Regions from separate parts of the Drosophila melanogaster genome. Here region 1 is linked to region 2. A link is a contact called in public Hi-C data. All regions are on one chromosome and are shown on one strand. The core of a region is the stretch at or near the end of the contact, and the rest is flanking DNA. Distances in the headings are between cores, read along the strand shown. Region 1 holds the start of lin-28. Region 2 holds the start of CG34342.

Region 1 (3,493 bases), core at 256-2,755, 140 kb before region 2:
TTGCCCCATTTGCCGCGAGGCAAGTTCAACTTGGGTTAGGTTCTTCTCTAGCCCTCCACGTCCCCATCCCAACTCAACGCCCATTGAGGGCAGAAAACAGGTTTCGTTGTTATTATAAGAAATATTCGGAAATAACTGAACGAGCGGCGCGGCGGAGTGGATTCATTCCATTATCTAAGCAGGGGCTCATCTCACTCACACACTCGCACCAGCCCATATCCATTTGGGCTGGCTCATTCATTCATTCATTCATTCATTCATAAATTGTTTTCACTTCGCTCGCTCCCATTTCGCTGCCAGCTTATCTATATATTTGTCGAAGTGGGCCCTAGTACTTGAGTGTACTCGTAGTATTGCCCAGATGCCCAGATACTCGGAATGCATTCTCATGCCTGTGCTCTGGCTTATCTGGAATTAAAATTTTCATTTTCGGGGGTTGCGCTGGCATTTCTAGGTCGTTGTGCTGCTCAAGCATTTTCTTACTCATTTCCAGCGAGAACGTGAATGGACTTTTAAGATCTTGGAAATTCTTTTGCGTCTGATAAGAAACCTAATTGAATGAAAATCTTTCATTCTTTACTCAAACCACCACCATTACATGATTATCCTTTTGGGATGGTTGGGTGTCCTTTTCCTTTTCTTATAGGTAAGCCGCAAACTGGTTTCCCCGTTCAATTAGGTTTGTAAGTCTGCGCAGATCTAATGCCTCAAATGCATTGAGGCGAGGATAATCCTCAACTGGACTGCCTGTGTCCTTGATCGAAGTGTGATGGTAAGTCGGTCAATGTTCGGGGGTTGATGACACCTCTGTATATAGAAACCCCCCAATTTACCAATAAAAAATCAAATCAGCGAATGGCAAAAACACAACAGAAACCAAGAAAAACATACGCCAGCAAAAAAAGAACTGCGCAGTATAAAAAAAAAAAAAACCAGACAAAAACAGAAACCAAATATTAGGGCGATCGCACAGCCAATCAGCAATCAGTTTGATAAGATTTCCTATTGAATTTGTTGTCGCTTTTTTTGGAACACAAAACACGTTTGTTGTGGGCAGCGGGGAATGTAGACGTTCGTTCGTGTGACGTTCATGCATTAGCTGGAAATTAGTTTCACTCTACTCCATATTCTAAACAAACCTGATGAAGTGGAACTCTGGCTGGTGGTCCTCCTTTCCAAGCCATTTTCCAGCTGTACGTTCTCCATGCTGACTTCTTGGGTTTTTAGTTTATTTTTCTTAGTTTAAAATCCACTTCAATTGTTTGATTACTCGCTCCAAAATTCAATGTTGCTTAAAACTTCACTGCAAATGCATGTTTTTCCTGCCAACGAACAGACATGTGGCCAAAGATCCGTATCTGTATTTGTATCTGTATCTTTCACTGCCCGCACTAACACAGCTACAGCACTTTCTCGAATTTTTGGGTTCAGCGAAGGGGAAATTAGGAAAACGCTGCCGCTGCGCACGACGCACTTCGTCACACTGACTCCGCGTTGCGTTTGACTATTTCTAGGAAGGTCGCAGCAGGCCCGAAAAATATTTAGCTCAGTATCTTGAAAACAATATTCGACTCTGCGCTTGTGTGTGTGTGCTTGGTGTGTCGGTGAGTGAGCGTGGAAAACGCCGAGCCGAAAGTTGAGTGAATTCGCACCGTTTCGGTTTCGATTTGAGTTGAGCGCGTAAATGTATCTGACAGATACTCTACATGACGATCGCGGGGAGAAACACCGAAAAACGTGCAGAGAGAGAGCGCTAGAGTGAGAGCCAAATTTATCTATGTCGACTAAAAAGACCTCAGAACCTAAATGCCGAGCACACTTTCGGATTCGGATTGGGATGTATCTGCATCTGTATGGCACTAAAAAAGTGCGTGAGACTAGCGCACTTCAGGATACTTGAGAAACTAAACTGTTATACAAACTAGACTGAATAGGTTTTAATTAACTTTTTTATGACTATATTAGCAATTATACAATTATATTGTTAGCCTCATAGGTAAGCACTTATAGTTTAAATTCCAAAATGTTTAAATTCAAATTGTAACTATCTTTAAAATGACCATTCGAGAAATTATTAAAACTATAGCCAATCTAGGAACAAATCTTTGTACCTCCATTTTTCACTCAAAGTGCAAATAGAAATAATTTATAAAATGAAATACTTAATCACCCCGAATCCTGCTTTATCCTGATAGGCTGATCACTTCCCTAAAAAAAAGATGCCGCTAAAAAGCGAACTATTCCCATTGGTGACTGCCAAAAAAATTGCACTAAAAAACTGCACCACAACTGGCGTTCTGCAACCCTCGCTTAAGTCGCGTGCCGGGCAGCTGTGAATTCTCGATGCATTTCAACCCCTCGCCGGCTGATATGAAATATGCACCCCCGAGCTGCATTGTGCAACATATTTGCGAACGCTCGTCCTGCCTCTTCCTCCCTTTTCGTCCTGCGACTCCGGATTGTAGCAATTAATTTCGGCACGTGCCACGCTGGCGTGCCAAATCGATGACCAATGCCATTGATGACAGTCGATCCGAGGGCGGAAACTGTATCGAGGATCAAATGCACAGGGGAGGCATCAGATGAACATTTTGTGGTTCGTAAATTTGGCAAGACCAGGATCGATTTGCAGTAAAAATGTTTTCGAAGGATAAATTTGGAAGAATATTTTTGTAAAATTACCAGAAATTAGTAGGGCAAATTAAAATTAGTTGTTCGACCTAATTTATAAATAACTATGTCGCAGAAATGTTTTCGAATATTTAGTTTATCTAATGAACAACTTCTGCTACTGACAACATTTAGATAAACGGAAGACTTGTTATGAAAAGGATTTGTTTTTAAAAACTAGGATTGTTATAAGTAATATTTTATGTTTCACAGCTTGTTTTGGTATCAATGTAAAAAATTGGTAACGCAAATAAAAAGGTAATATGAACCAATCGAGGCCCAAACAAGATGAAAATCATCAGAAATTTCCGAAGGGCGAGCGCTGTTAATGCCTGAGGGGTCACTGAGGGTCAGTTTGATGTTTTATCAATAGTAAATAAATGCTAAAAAACCCAAAACAATGCATCGTGAGCCAGCCGTCGCACAGTCTGTAATCAATATTTTGGCTGCCCTAAGCCGCTCCCAATCTCAATCCGCTGGCCAGTGGTCGATGGACAAAGCCGGCCAAAGGGACAAAGGACGCGGCGAGAGCGAAAGTGCCCATTAGGGATGCAACGGATGGCAGGCACTCACATGTGCGTAATTGGAACAGGATTAACAAGGCGTCCTGCCATTCACACAGGCAATGCAATTGAAGTTTGGGGAAGTGCAGCCGGGCATTGTCCGAGGGTCCGAGGATCGGTTCAGTTTGGTTCGAGGCACATCCAGACGGGCCATTGTGAACGGGGGCGCAGACACAATGGCCATGAAAATAATCGGCTTTAACTATAAAACGTTGCCAAACATAAAATCAAGGCTGACATGAAAATGAGGAAAATTCCAG
Region 2 (3,745 bases), core at 1,188-3,687:
ACCGAATGCGATGGCACCTGCATACTCAGCGAGGTGTCGCGAGTCCACCTGCCCGGCTCGCAGGCGAAGGACAAGGATGCGGGCAAGTCCTTGTGGCAACCACTTTAATTTAAACTAGAGCGATCTAAGTTATAGCCGTGTTCCAATGACACATTCCGCAGCCAGTCGGCATTCACATATGATGTGTATTCCAGTAAATTGGCTGTCATAGCTCATTCATTTAACGTATGTGTGTTAATGTTTTAGTGAATGACTATTATTAGGGTATAGCTACTACACTAATATGTTTAAATTTTATTGTAATTGTATGTAAGGCTTTAGTAAAACCCCTTTACAGTGTTTAGATATCCCGCAACTAAATGTGTCATTGGAACATGACCATTTGCCTCTGTGATTTCGTCTTAATGAATTGTGATTACAAGTCCCATTGCTGATAATTGTTTCGCAGAAGGATATATATTGAATGAGTGTGAATGCTGGTCGTGAGCCGTGTACAGTATTATAATAATGGTATCTTCAAATTGCGATCCTTAAAGCACGAAGTCCAAACGTTGTAAATAATCGATTCGTTAATGACCTTATCAAACTCAAACCAAAACTCACCAAATCAAATGTATTATTAGCTGAACAAAAAATGAATCAAATTAAATTAGCACCTGAAATCAATTAAGTAGCATTAAATTAAATTATTTAAATAGTATTTTAACAACAATCCGATTATGTATTAAATCCTACACAAGCACACAGCTGGATGTAAGCAAATGTAATGTACAATATTTGTCATTAAAAAACAGAAAGGCTTATTAATGTAATTATTATTGTATTTAATTACCAAACGAAAACGAATAAACATTTCGAGTCATTAAGCAAACAAACAAAATATACCAGTATTTTTATTATTCTTAATTACATGCAGCCGAATGAATTATTATTGTTCATGTGTGGCCCATAAATTGTACGAATAAATTCGGTTCGCAATTTCCGCTTCATTTCGTTTGTTTCAAACGAACTGAAATTATGGCATTTTGCTATAAATTTGAAACATCAAGAAAATTTACTTTTAAATGAAAGTAAAAGTTTTGACTTGAGCGCTTTTTACTTAAAAGATTATCGCTTAGCAGAGACTCACACCGGAAATGGGCAATCAAAAGCCCAAGATGGTCGAAGAGCTTTCAAGTTTCTTGCGGCGCTAGCAAAGACATCGAAAGCTTTAACCCTTATGCGGTGCCGCATTGAGTATGTGTGTTATTTTCGGCGGAAAATAGGAAACTTAATATTAAGTGAAGCCTAAAAACAATGGCTGAGACACCACAGGCTCAAAATCATATAAAATTTTGGAAATACGCTTAGTATGGTGTTAATATGCTTAAATGCGCATCAATAATTGAAATTTCAAGCCGCTTAAAGCTCATGGCATAATGAGCGTTTAACGATTTGGCCAACCGTTTTTCCCTAATGCCCATGCAAACAACTGCAGGCTGAATGTGGACAATGACAATTGAACAGAAATATATGACGGCTGCAGCAAGAACCACAACTATGTCACACAGCCATGCGTGCACAGGAAAAAAAAACTGAATACTTTTAAGTTACAGTTCTTGATCTCAAAGTGTAAAAATTTGTTTTGACTACAAGGTAACTTTTCTTACACTCAAGAAAGAACATTTTAATGAACATTTTAAGAAGAAAAACTATTTCATAATATATCTTACCAATGTTGTATAATTAGTTGTATAAGCTAGTATAGGTGTATTTAACTAATCTAAAGTTCTACAAATTTTTTGACAGTGCATCTGTGCACGTTTTACTTGAGCCTCATTTTTCGCTTGCAATCAAACAACATATGCTGCGCACTTGCTCACGCGATGAACAAGTACCAACTGTGACTATGACGGAGGATATGGACACGCACACACGGATGATGGGGACACGCACACACACGCACACACACACTGGCAGTTAGAAGGACACATGGTCACACGGACGTGGCCGCATTGGCTGTTGATAATTGAATAATTAACATTGTTTAAAATGGCTCAACAAGCGGATGGAAAGAGAGTGAAAGAGAGGTGGATCCGCCGTCTCACTTTTTGCCAGACATCCGGCGCCCAGGTCATCAGGTCAAATGCAACCACAATGTCAGCCATGCCCCCCAAACCGCACCCGCCCCCTGTCCGCATTTTAAGCCATATATATATATATATATATATGGATGTGCTCGTTGGAAAAGTGCAGGGGTTGTTGGACACACAAATAGATATAGTATAATTGGGCTAGAAGGGATATATATCGTGTGTACTTCATATTAATATAATTGACTTGCGGTGGGAAAATCTTTTCGATACATGTCTGCCGTTTATTGATTAAAATCCTACTTTTTAGTCGCATTGAAATTGAAAACTTGTCAATGTGCTTTTTACCCTTGAAGTGAACGGTTCGATTTTTGGATAAGCCATATAAAACAACATTGGAAATTATGCACGAGGCAAATCCAAGTAAAAGTGTGTAAAATTGAAGTTGAATATTCATATATAAGATGTCTATTCGACATCCTTTTAAGCATAAAGATTATTTAAAACTAAGAGAGAGACCATTAAAATCTTTGATAATGGCTCACATGAACATATTGTGATATAACAATTGCACTTATATACCAAAGTTTCTAAATGTATAGAACATATGTCGTATGTTGTTACATACTTTTGGAAACGAAAGTGAAAAACTCAGATGTTATCCTTGTGATTCTGTTAATTCCAAGCTGCAGTTAATAGGTCCTTGAACTGATTGGCTTTATATTTATTCCGTAATCCACCCAATAGCTGCTCGCAAGGCCTTTTCGTCCACCAGCTCCTCACGACGCAGTAGCAATGGGTGTGCCAGTGGCCACGATGTCGAGGAGGAAGAGGAGGAGCAGCTCTTCCAGGAGGCGTCGTCCGGCACAAGAACAAACAGCGTCGATGGGATTGCCGCCCCCTTCACCGCCGCTGTCAGTGCGACACCGGTTACGGATTTCTATAGCAATGCCACCGTACTCATTACGGGCGGTACGGGCTTCGTGGGCAAAGTGTTAACAGAGAAATTGCTTCGCTCGTTTGGATTGCGTAAAATTTACATGCTGATACGCAGCAAGGACAACATGAGCGTGCAGGAGCGTTTGAAGGGCTTTTTCAATGAATCGGTAAGTGTCAGGACAGGATGCGGGAGCCTGCTGTCAGGCGAACCATTCCATGCCGTTGGCCAGTACAATATCGGATAAAATCCCAACCCACTGCCTTCGAACAGATATTCAATAGGATGCGCGAGGAGTCACCGCAATTGTTGGCGAAGGTGCATCCGATACGCGCTGATTACAGTGCCATCGACCTGGACATTGATTCCGCCGACCGAGCAATGCTCTCGTCTGAGGTCCAGGTGAGTAACTTTTGTTGATGCGCTCCAACGGCCCTTCCTCCAACGCCAGTTTCAATCCACCGCAACCACTCCTCTGTTGGCAATTCAATCAATGGACTTTTTGTGTGAGAAACTTTTCATGGGTCTTTGTTGTGTTTGCCTATCTGGATGGCTCCCCCGATTCCTGTCTGTTACTATCTATTTACACTTGAAGAAAAGGAGTACTAACCTTGACAAAAAATATGACAAAATGAGTAAATAAGCTGTAATTGATACTTATATCTGAGATGGCATTCCACAGATTAGGGTGCACTGCTAGCAGACCGATCTTTTGCAGCTGGCATATTTAGCATAG

The links. Hi-C and Micro-C count contacts between places; a contact is called where the count stands out from the background.
Region 1: a contact with region 2 is called in a Hi-C map of the Kc167 cell line, with 2.5 times the contacts expected there. A contact is called at or near these places in 3 of 107 Hi-C or Micro-C datasets (the Kc167 cell line and wing imaginal disc).

What each region holds. Positions count from the first base shown.
Region 1 is chr3L:5,652,693-5,656,185 of dm6, reverse strand. It overlaps lin-28, which reads right to left and starts at 1,505. Exons shown (of 5, transcript NM_139726.2): 1 at 1,140-1,505. The coding sequence starts at 1,206.
Region 2 is chr3L:5,509,552-5,513,296 of dm6, reverse strand. It overlaps CG34342, which reads left to right and starts at 2,437. Exons shown (of 10, transcript NM_001169880.3): 1 at 2,437-2,501; 2 at 2,820-3,178; 3 at 3,283-3,411. The coding sequence starts at 2,477. It overlaps Lkr (Leucokinin receptor), which reads left to right. Exons shown (of 8, transcript NM_139711.3): 8 at 1-876. The coding sequence ends at 108.